Linked DNA regions of Drosophila melanogaster: region 2 is linked to region 1. Evidence: chromatin contacts called from public Hi-C data. All regions are on one chromosome and are shown on one strand. The core of a region is the stretch at or near the end of the contact, and the rest is flanking DNA. Distances in the headings are between cores, read along the strand shown. Region 1 holds the start of Cpr73D (Cuticular protein 73D). Region 2 holds the start of CG3764.

The links. Hi-C and Micro-C count contacts between places; a contact is called where the count stands out from the background.
Region 2: a contact with region 1 is called in a Hi-C map of the S2 cell line, with 4 times the contacts expected there. The contact joins the promoter of CG3764 here to the promoter of Cpr73D in region 1. A contact is called at or near these places in 9 of 107 Hi-C or Micro-C datasets (the D17-c3 cell line, the Kc167 cell line, the S2 cell line and 1 more) and 1 of 6 datasets of contacts at active chromatin or transcription factors (the S2 cell line).

Annotation. Positions count from the first base shown.
Region 1 is chr3L:16,955,872-16,961,656 of dm6, reverse strand. It overlaps Cpr73D (Cuticular protein 73D), which reads left to right and starts at 3,968. Exons shown (of 5, transcript NM_001316452.1): 1 at 3,968-4,632. Ogdh (Oxoglutarate dehydrogenase) reads right to left here. Exons shown (of 13, transcript NM_168704.4): 3 at 2,441-2,558; 4 at 2,235-2,372; 5 at 1,773-1,952; 6 at 55-157. The coding sequence starts at 2,536.
Region 2 is chr3L:17,009,257-17,015,141 of dm6, reverse strand. CG3764 reads left to right here and starts at 2,577. Exons shown (of 7, transcript NM_001275048.1): 1 at 2,577-3,753. The coding sequence starts at 3,476. It overlaps CG6664, which reads left to right. Exons shown (of 5, transcript NM_168710.3): 2 at 1; 3 at 65-155; 4 at 238-1,149; 5 at 1,213-2,256. The coding sequence ends at 1,692.

The DNA.
Region 1 (5,785 bases), core at 2,719-5,218:
GGTTATGCTTTGGGCTAATAGCCAGGTGTTACGACCAACGCCGGATTTACTTACCAAAACTGAAATTAGCGTAAATGGATTTCGTCGAGGAGTTGCCAGGCAATTCTGGTGTATTAATTTCAAGTGGATCGAGGTGAGCAATATTATGTCCTCGAATCTAACGTGTCAGTATTGGGTATTTGGTTGGTAGTTGTGGTGGTGGTGTTGGTGGTGGTAGTAGTAATAACAATGTTTTCGGATTGGATTTGGTTCGGTTTCGGTTTAGGTTTTCAAAACACACACACATAATACGAAAAGAGAGAATTTTGAATTTTTGTTTTAAAACATTGTTTGAGACGATTGGCGATTTTGGTTTTTGGGTTGAGTTTCGATTGCAGTTTGTGTTTTTCGATTTGTTTACATTTAGGTTAGGAAGCAGTTATATAAAAGTAAAGGAAAAGAAAATAATCAATTAAAATTATAGAATAGATATGGCTTGAACAAAAACAGATACAAATAAAGCGAACACTAAAAGCTTCGACAGGATCAGTAGACAATGATTGACAGATGGCAATGTGTTCGAATTTCGTGGGTTAATCGAGAATCGCTGGTCCAAGTGCAAGAACAGAGACATAATATGGAACTGGGGTGCTGAGAGATATAGAGTCGACAGGATGCTTAAGAATAAACCTTAACGGAAAGATACAAACTTCGAGAAAGCCAAACACCAAGGTTACTTACAGGAAATATTAAAAAAACCTTCAACTAAACGGAACTCGCTAACTTAATCCTACAAAGGGTCATGTGTCCCTTCCTCATCAACTCCGAATTTCATTTAACCTTCTTCGGCTGTTAAATGGTAAGCACGAGTTACTTTCAAAACCAATTGCGTAAGTTTGAGTGCTGAACTTAGTAACTAGGCGAGTGGGTAGTAGCAGGATGGTGCATCAGGTTTGGGATTGAGTGGTGCGACTGGGGGTTAAATGAAACAGTTGTGTAAAAGAATTTACCAAACAAAAACCCAGAGTGCTGCCTGAGCACATCTTCGTTAGCACGACGTGCTAGCCCATCCTTGCAGACGGTTTTTTCGCGAGTCAAAATTCCAAGCGGATCCAGATCAGATGCCAAATGACCTCGTGACTATATGGTACATACATATCGTAGACAGATTGGTTGATTATATGTAAAGAGGTGTACAGGGTAGATCATAGGACATAGGTATATCAAGTTAAATGCGTACGCCAGGAAGTTATCGTATGGCTTTAGAAACTTAACAAGCTAAAAAACAACAGGCTTAACTTTAGCAAAAATGTATATCATATGCAAATTAAAATTAACTGCTTCTCTGGCAATTTAATCAGAATACCCTTGGATAATTGCAAATAATTTCGATATTTATTTATCTTATTAGCTAATGAGGAATGGTGCAATCAAAAGTGACAAATCCCCTTAATATATAACTATTTGGTGAACCGAAATGGATGTGATCGAACAGAAAACCAAACTACTCATGAAGGAGTGAATGTCTAACTCTATGGATACTGTGGATGGCGTGGGTGAGTCAACGAAGTATTTTCTAATCTACCATGAATACTGGATTCGAAATGATTTGGTCTGGGTAAATGGACAATTGTGAACACACATAAGGGGGGGCAAAGGCAACTCTACTGATCATAATCTAAACATAAACATTAACTGAACCTAGGAGAACAAAACAAAAAGAGCCAACTCTGGCTGCAATCTCCACCGATCGGCTGGAAACCAAGTAATTGAGCCAGCACGAGTCGACATACCTGGTAGCTCCTGATGATGGCCTGGACGGCCAGATGGTCGTCAATGGTCTTGGAGTCGGGCGCAGCGCCGGCGACGGCTCCTCCAAAGTTGAAGGCGGTCAGCGGCAGAGTGTTGGCCTGCACGGGCGCCAAGTTGGGCGGGCTAACGTAGCTGTTGCTGCGGAAGTACGCGTCCCAGGACTAAAAGAAGAATGAATCAATAAGGATTTATTGTCATGTCATTTATTGTGAATGCATTATTCCAGGATCACCGTTTTATTAGGCTTTTATTATATTTTTTATTGCAGAGAAGTTTGGTTCCCTTTAGTATAAGCTCTTAACATTTTTAAGTGGTTTTTAAAAGGTAATAAAGCACTTCCGCTTCAGAAATAAACACTAGAAACTGGTTTATCGATGACTCAAAATCAAGAGTTGAATTTAAAAAGGCGCAGAAATAAAACCCTGTTTAATAGGGATACTTACGGTGTGCACGGAAGTGGGATCCCGAAGCCAGGCGTTGTACATCTCCTCCACGTAGGAGGCGGTGCTGCCGTTGGCAAAAGGTTCGGCAGCTGCGGAGTTGTAGGTGCGCACAGCGGCCGCTGCAGTTACCTTGGCCATCTGCCAAAGATTGGGGGCTCATTAGTTGGGGTTTTCTTTGGAGTTATGGTTATATCGACCAAACTCACCTGCTGACTGCTGCTGCTCTTGAGCAGCCATGTGGCGAAGTTCTTGTGCGCCATCGGCGACAAGGCCAGGCTGAAGGCTGTGTGGGCTCTATGCATTTTGTAGCTTTACAAAATAGAACTGAAAGAAAGAGACAATCTTAGTGAAGATCTTATCAGCCCACTATTATATCACTTCCAACTGATTAATCGATGGCGGCTTTGTTGACAAACAAGCCACGTAAAAGATAGTGCCAGTGCCACCCCCTAAACACCGAACTCCTGACCCTCGGCTGCTGTAAACGCGATAAGATAGCCTAGAAGTTTTTACGTCATGGTCATGTTCTGGGTTTTAACTGTGTCACCGATCAACCGAATGTTCCGAACTCGTTGCCAGGCCAGTGGGCCAGTTATGAAATTCCCTCACGCTCACGAAACAAGTTCACAATTGAATGGATGCGGGGGGAATTTACATACGTCCAAAGCCAGACTAGACCGTTGAGATCGGGGGATCGCTTGGTGGAAAAAAGCACACGTGATGCCATACGCCAGTCCGTCGCTCGCTTTTTTGATAATCAGCCAAGAAATGGCGGAGATACTTTGGCCCCCAAATATAATGGTGAAATGGGGGGGTTTTATATAGGGAGAGCCAGCTGCTTTTTGCGCAGTTTGTTCGTTTCCCAACTTTTAATCAGTTGTGAATATTTGCCCTCACTTTTTGTTTGCCGTCTCCGAATCACAGTGAGCATTCACCTGGGTATTTGGCCCAAAACGAGTTTGCCCAGATAACGCAAAGGCGTCAAGAGCGAATGTCCCTGGCTTGGAGTTATAAATTCCTGTGGTCCATGACTAAACGCAGAACCCTCTAGACGCAATTCAGTGATAAGAGGAGGGCGCTTAACCGGCCTCCAGTCATGCCACGCCAGCACTTCCAGAATTTGTCAAGTTATTAATCAAATTATTGGCGATAGGCTAGCGCGTGCGGATGTCGTAATTGAATCCCTATCTAAAGCCAGTCGTGCAAAAAATACGTACAAATTGAATGAAATTCGGAATGAGAACTTATGGGGCAACGAATGCGTGGCCAGGTCACATGTCTTATCGACGAACGCATGCTGGCCAGACGATCCAAATGAAGTGATTACAAAATACTGGCCCCCAGATATGAGAGCACAAAAAATGAAAGAAAACAATTGGAACGGCTAACCGGTTTGGAGTGGTCAAAGCTAAGTATTTGAAAGTGCATCACTCGGGTTATTTGATTCGGTCATAGCTACAATTACAGTTACATTGTCCACCCCACAATAGATAATTCAATTTAGCAGCCCGACATTTTCTTTCAGTGTCATTTATCTGTTTGCTTGTTTTGTGCTGGCGCTTTTCACATACTGCTTTCCCTGCAATTATATTCTGCTCGACGTCGATGTTACGAAAACACATTACATAAGTGCAAAAAATAAAAAAACGAAGAGCTGCTCGCGTGAGAGCAGCTGAGTTATTAGAACGGCCAGATGATGGAGCTAATTAGTGTGAAATAGTCCGACGGATGAGCTTGCAGTTCCACAATTCGAAGCATGACTGGAAAAATCCATTAGGCTTTCGGTCGGTGGAAGGTCTAGTTCCGACTGTATATGCACTGCACCGCGGTGGAATGAATCAAGACACCGTATAATATATACGCATATACTGCATGCGATTGCTCCAAAAACCAACCGAATATATGTACTCGTCGTACTCGTATCCGTATCTCGCAGATACGCGTCAAACGTTTGTTCGTGCTGAGTGCTGCGCGTCGACTGAAGCGAAAATACAAAAGCGGCCGCCTTCGAGAGTGAAATATAAAATTTAGAAATCGAATTTGCTCTTCACGAACCGCCGAGCGGGCTGCAAGCTTGGAAGAAAAATACAGAGTGTGTGTGTGATAAAAACACACAAAGCGGCCACATGACAACTCGGCGTTGTATCTTTATCTTCTGGCAAAAGGGGGTTGGGTCGGTCGCCGATCGGTGGACCTGATAACAGTCAGGTACATACTCATGTATCTACATATTGACCGCACTTCCTCCGTTTATCTAACCGCCTCGCCTCCTGGTTGTTGCCCATGTCTTGCGTATTTATAGCCCGAATTTGTTTACAACAATCCCAAAGTCCGTTCGTCAGCCGGCATTTCAAAGAATGCCGCCCACACAGCCAAAAACGAGAGGAGAGAAAAAGCGGTATGATATACACAAAAAAATAAAATGTATAATACATTCATAGAACTTGTTTATCACATAATACCAAAGACAACGAGAAACAATATTAAAATACAAAATGTTTGTATATCTAAAAGATTTCTCAACTCAAATTAAATTTGGTACACTATCCAGAATCACATCTTAACAATTTCTTAACATATTTTTCACAGTGCATTTAATAGGTCAAGCGCAAGTGAATTTGTGCGTGTATCAATTACCTTTCCGCTAATCAATAAAGTTTCAAGTTCACACACCAGACACAACCATTTACCTTGATGCGAGTGCGAAATTAATGAACACTCAAGAGGCACCGATCATTAGATACTCTTAGTTATTTTAGAATTGTTGTATTTTATAGTATTTAATAGTTTAACTTTCTATCGAAAAAAATGTATAATGTAGAAAGTTATATAAAAAACTATTATTTGGTTTTTGTGGCAAAATGTAAATTTTAATGTTGCTCTAAAAAATAGCGGAAATGGTAATTTGACTATCGAATGATAACTATGTAGATATCAGTGTACCAATTAGTCTAAGACTGAATAAAAGCTATTATCGTAGTTGGCGTAAAACATTAAATTGCCATGATACCCTATAAAAGGGTATAAGAAGGCAAGAGAGACGCACTCAGTGGGGTTTTGCATTCCATTAAAAAAAAACCCTGGACGAGCCCCCTCTAGGCGAAGAAGAAGAAGAGCGGTCCAAGGGCATGAAGTAATTGCGGAGCGGGGTGCGAGGGGGAGGTAGAGGTTCCGTAGTACTATAATACTTTTGTGGTTACTATTCCCGATCTGGGGCCTTTGCAGCCGACTTATGATAGGTTGTGGCAGATGATCCACATCCGTCAGCAGAAAAAAATAACTAGTTGTGCTGCCCCAGACAATGCGGCCGCGCGCTTTCTTTGCGGTTTGCTGTTGCTATTGCCATTGCTTTTGATTGATGATTCATTGGGCGGCGGGGAGAAAAGCACACGCGGCACTCGGTCAATTGCGTCATCAATGCGGCAAGTTAATTTTACAAAAAACCACATGTGACGTCGCCGACGTCGCTTGTTTTGCATTGCGAAATTTCACTTTTCATTTGGGGCGGCCGGCGCAAGCGCTTTTCCGCCGACGAGACGCCCACCTGCACT
Region 2 (5,885 bases), core at 1,328-3,827, 55 kb before region 1:
AGTAAGTCAGACACTATTTTTAAAATGCATTTTTACCACAAATAATATGACTCTACGCTTCTAGGGTGCTGAAAGCCGAACTGGATACCTTCAAGACCAAGTGCAAAGTGGTGCAAGAGGAGAATCGCTGCCTCAAGCAAGCCTCAGTCATCATTGTTAGTACTACTTTTATGTTATATCAAATTGAAATTGAGTTTCACAAAAGTTGCCTCAATTTACCTTTGTTTACTTTCACAGCAAGCCAAAGCCGAGCAGGAGGAAGAATACATCTCAAACACGCTGCTAAAAAAGATTCAGGCCCTCAAAAAGGAGAAGGAGACTCTGGCGCACCACTACGAGCGCGAGGAGGAGTGTCTGACCAACGATCTCTCCCGGAAGCTCGACCAGCTGCGTCAGGAGAAGTGCAAGCTGGAGCAGACACTTGAGCAGGAGCAGGAGTGCCTCGTCAACAAGCTTATGCGCAAGATTGAGAAGCTCCAGGCGGAGACGGACAACAAGCAGACCAATCTCGAGCAGCTGCGCCGCGAAATGGTCGAGTTGGAGAACACGCTTGAGCAGGAACAGGAAGCTCTTGTAAACAAGCTGTGGAAGCGCATGGACAAGCTGGAGACCGAGAAGCGTTCGCTGCAAATCAAGCTGGATCAGCCGGTTTCCGATCCGACTACGCCGCGAGACATCACAAACAACGCCCATGCCAATGGTGGCGATACGGCCACCAGTTTGAGTGCTCATATCCAGATTCTGCGCTCCGAAGTGCTTCGCTATCGCTCCGACCTGGCGAGCGCTCAGAAGGAAGCCACTATCAAAACACAGCAGTATGCGCAGGAAGAGAAGTCGATTCGCGAGGAAAACGCTCGCCTTCAGCGCAAGCTAAAGCAGGAGGTGGAGCGCCGCGAAGCCCTATGCCGGCACCTCTCCGAATCGGAATCCTCGCTGGAGATGGACGAGGAACGCTTCTACAACGAGAACCTGATGGGAGGCGGTTCGTTCGCTGTAGCGACGGCAGCAGCCGCCGCCGCAGCTTCAGCGGTGAGCGCCCAACGTCAACGCACCATCAGCAGTCCCGTCTCCCACAGTCCCTCGAGTAGCCGACCTCTAAGTCCGGGCACGGCGGTGCAAAACCGCTGCTATGCCTGCGGCCAGCTAGTGGTGAGTACGATATTGTGAAATGTTGCTTTCCAGATTTGTAAAATTAAAAATTCTTCGTTTCAGAATCGTCGTGCCAGCGAACGCTTCATAAAGCCAGCACTGCCAACGCCCATGCTGGGCCTGAACACTTCCGCACCGAACGTGCTGACCTCAACCAACCCACTGCTGGGCATTTTGGGAACCGGCAGCTCCTCATCGTCCGCGTCCGTATCAGCTGGGAATGCCGCTGGCGGCTTTCTCTCGAATCTGGGAGGCGAACGCCTAAGCCTTGGCTCGTCAAATTCGGCTGGCGGCAGTGCCACCTTCTTGGCCGGCGGTGGAGGTGGAGGTCTGCTGGCCCAGCTCACTAGCCACTCCAGCGCTTCGTCGTCGTCGTCCAATTTGATGAACATCAGCCTGAACAACTCGTCCAGCGGCAATCTTGTTAACAGCAGCAGCAACTCCTCACTGTCGGCGTTTACGCCAACCAATCCGCCCAGCTCGGCGGCCACGGCCTTTATCCAGCCAGCCAGTCCAATGGACACGTCCACCTGCAAGGACTAGGAGGATGCAGTAGCTCTCGCACAGGGATACAGAAAAATCATGACTTATTCACACACTTTCACACGAAAACACACTATATTCATAAACACGCACGCATGCAAGCAACCAGTTTAACGATCCTAAAAACATAAGAAAACACAGAAACAAAAGATGAGAAAGTAACTATCGTAAGCTTCTCCAGGGCGACTCAAAGTCGCCACATTTATATATGGTTAATATGTATATGTATGTTCTATTTGATCAAAATCTCTTAAAACCTTTCAATAACGGAATTCCTAGGCGAACGAATATTTAGCGCTAATGTTTAAGATTTGAATGTTTTTCTAATTTCGCTCGGTTCCAGTTAAAGTTAAGTAAAACACAGCTAATAATGAGATATGGAGGATATAGAGGATGAGAATGAGGATGGACAGCACACGCTAACCAGATCGTATGAATTTATAAAAAGGGTGAATTCTATTCATGTCGAAACCATTTTCCCACAATTCCTTCGCATGTGGGCCTAAAAAATTTTGAAGTATGTTTATGTAAGCCAACAAAAATAAAGTTCAACAATTTAAAATTAAATAAAAATTCGTCCAGAATTTTTTTAAATTAAATTTTGTTTAAATTCGAGGTGCAAGGTTTTCAAAATTGTAGAAAGTACAACTGTAGACACTACAATATATGAATTGTAAACATCATCTGATAGGTTTTTTTAAAATATGTTTTCAGAAATAACATTTTTTTCTTTTGACGAACCACAAGAACAAGAATTTTCGAATTTCCGTTAAATGCACGACAAATGGTGGGGCAACACTTAAAGTATCCCCTAAAACTGCCTTCATACTTCTGCCACTTGGCGTGCACACACTGGCGCGCAGCTGCAGCTAACTTCGCGTTGCAAAATGCTCTTGTGTTGTTTGTGTTTGTGATTGTAAATAAAGGCCAAACAGTCAGCGCGAAGCGTTAAGACCAAAGACTAACCTTTGGGCCAGGCCAAAAAGCGGAGTGTAACACCTCGAGCGAGAGCAAACAAAGCCGCAAAGTGTTCAATTAAAATAAGTGACTTGACTTTGATCTGAGAACCGAGAGAAAGACGGTGAAATAGGTGGGCAGGAAGTGGGAAGTCAATGATAAATGACAACAAAAAAGTGTGTATTGGCCAAAAGAAGCTCGCATTGGTAGCAACGACAGAAAACCATTTACACACACTCAAACAAACAAACACAGATGGTGCTCTTTAAACGCTGCTGCCGCTCTCCCTCTCTTTCACTCACACACATTTAACGACTGCGACGCGTCTCTTGCAAACTTTTTAAAGCGGACGCCAGCGATATTCGGTTCTCATTTCGATGTGGAACGGTAAAGAACCTGTGTCGCTTCCGCAGCCGATTCGCGAAAATAACACAAAAATAGCCATATATTATTTTTGCTCAATCAAATAAATTCCACTGCAAGTGCGTATGTGTGTGTTTGTGTACAGGAAGAGATCAGATAGATCAGAAGCAGTGCAAGAAAGAAAAGTGCAAAGCGAAAGTTTTGGTTTTGATTGTGCAGCATCCGCCATCTCGCTCTGGCAGGCGCGCGTGTAACGGTAGACGTCTCTTTCGCCAACAACAACAGCAACAACCACTCATTCCAAGGAAAGCGAAAAGTGCGCCCTTGTTTGTGTGCGTGCGTGTCTGTGTTTTATTTCCATTTCCACACAAAATCAGAAATAAATTCAATATTCGATCTTCGATTCTGAGATTTCGATTGGCCAGATGTGTTTATTAACAGATTGCGGACATCGTGTCTTATTATGGCCCTATTGAATAAACTCTTCTTTCCGTCGGCAACACCAACAACACCAGCGAATTTAGCGGCAGCGCCCACGCTGACCGCAGCGTCCGCAGCAGCAGCAGCGCTAATTAATAGCCAAACAACAACAGCAACTACAGGAACAGCAACATCAGCTACTACAACAACATTGCCGGCACGTACAGCTCACGCCTCTGCCGGCGTCGCTGCCACGGCCTCTGCTGGCAATAGTTCGTCGTCCGCAAAAGCTACAAAACAAACTTCGCGAAATTATCTAAGGTAAGTGTTTATCTTTTTAACAACAAAACTGCCTAACACCCGGTATTAGTGTATCGATAAAATGCGCGCACAACAAAGGGGGAAAATAGGTGCAGCTGCAAAATCACTCGGAAGCACATACATTCACACAAAGAGAGACGTGCGAAAAGGCGTTCTCATGATGCGTTTCACACTATACATATGTATGTATGTACATACATATACGCCCCGCCCCCTCCACCGGCACTCATGTTCCTCTCTCTTGCACCACCTGCACTTCCTCTTCCTCCTACACCCGTGCTTCGTACGCAAATTGGCAAAGAGTAAAACGAGGACGATAACCCAGCACACAAATTCGGCATGCACTAATCATCGTCACGTACGCCGCTTGCCGCCTTATTCGATAGAATCTGCCAGTCTGGCCAACATGAAAGGACGCAAATCCACAGTGAAATGGCAGTGAAAGCAAAATCTGAGGGGATTACAAAGATGCGTTTGCAGCTGCCTCGAAAACGTAACAAAGGAGGCGCATTATCTTGGTTCCTCTGTTGTTATAGCCACAGTGGGTTCTTCTTAAAGCTACCTGATCTGTTTTTGAAAGAAATTCCTATTTCAGGTGCTTGCAGTTAAGAAGGATTATTCTTCTTTTCTTACATTTTAAAAACTGGTAAAAATTCAGATTTATTAAAGTAAATACATATTTATATTGAGTCGGTTTTGTTGTTTTTAACTAAACAATGTTAATGTAAAATGTTGTAGTTTTCTACTATTTTTTGCGATTTAAATTTATATTTAATAATTTATCACAGGCGAATAATATGGTTCTTGCTGCGCTTCACTGTACTTATATCGATAACGATAGCCTGCATCACAACCAGCTCCACGAAGAAACCAACAACAAGCCCTAAATCACCCAACACCCCCAGCAGTGCATATTGGGTAGTCATGGTGGGTGCATGTGTGCGAGGAGGTGCGTTGATGTTTGGCCATTGCCGTTTCTTTCGCTCGCATGGCTCCAAACCCATCGATCGAGCTGCGCGCGCAAATAACTGTGCCCCACTATGCTCTACCTCTCCCAACGCACTACATGGCTCTCCTCTACGGCCCACAAAGCGATCGGATTGTTCTCGGCTTCATTCGTTATCGCGTCGTGTGCGATGCCCTCTCGTTCGCACTCACGCAGACGTAGGCGTACGTTGGTATACTTTTACGGGTACGTGCCGGGGGAAGGCGGCGGCAACGTCAGGCGCAAATGTAAATAAAAGCGAATCACATGACTTGCTAATCGGCGGTCGCGGCCTGCTCTCGTGATTATTATGTCATACACTTTTTGTTGTTGGCGCGGCGCATTGTTTTTGTTGCCTTTGCGCTTAATTCTCATTTCATTATTATTTATTACACTATTTACTTATGTATGCTGCTGCATACGGCTTACAATGTTTATTTTTGACACTTTTTGCTTAACTTGTGCGTGGGCTCTGATTGTGGCTTTGGTTCCTGTTGCTGTGACTGCGAGTGTGAATGGTACTGTGATTGCGGGATGCTCTGTTAACGGTTAACTGGCGGACACACCCACGTCCGCTTTTCTAGGAACGCAATATTATTGACACCTTTTATACAACTACAATATACAAGTATTTTTAATTTTTGCGAAATCAAAACGGATAAGTTTACAGTTCTGCGAAAAAGTATTTATTTGTTTAGTTTTATGAAACTTCTAATGTGCATATAGTTCACCAGAGAACTATCGGGTTTGAAGGTTTCGTTGAGCTTTCCCCTTATTTTATTTACAACTATGATTTTTTGTTGCTTAGTTTGGCAAACACAATACCATTGAATTTTGGAATATAAGATCCTCTAAAACGCAATTCTTTTTTGTATTTTTTATGTATTTAATAAAAGTTGTATTCACGTCAGTTTGATAACGATCAAAAAACGTATTTCGACAACTCACGATGATACCAAACTGTCGATATGCAAAAAAAACCTAGTGGATAACAAATTTCGGCAACCATTGTTGACAGGGCCCATAAAATGTTTCAATCGTTTTCCCATTTATTTTTGGGGCCATTAATCTGAGGGCCCCCGTTGCCTGGTTAACTCGATTAGCGCCTCGTCCACGCTGTCAATCGGCCGCCTTATCGGTCAGACGG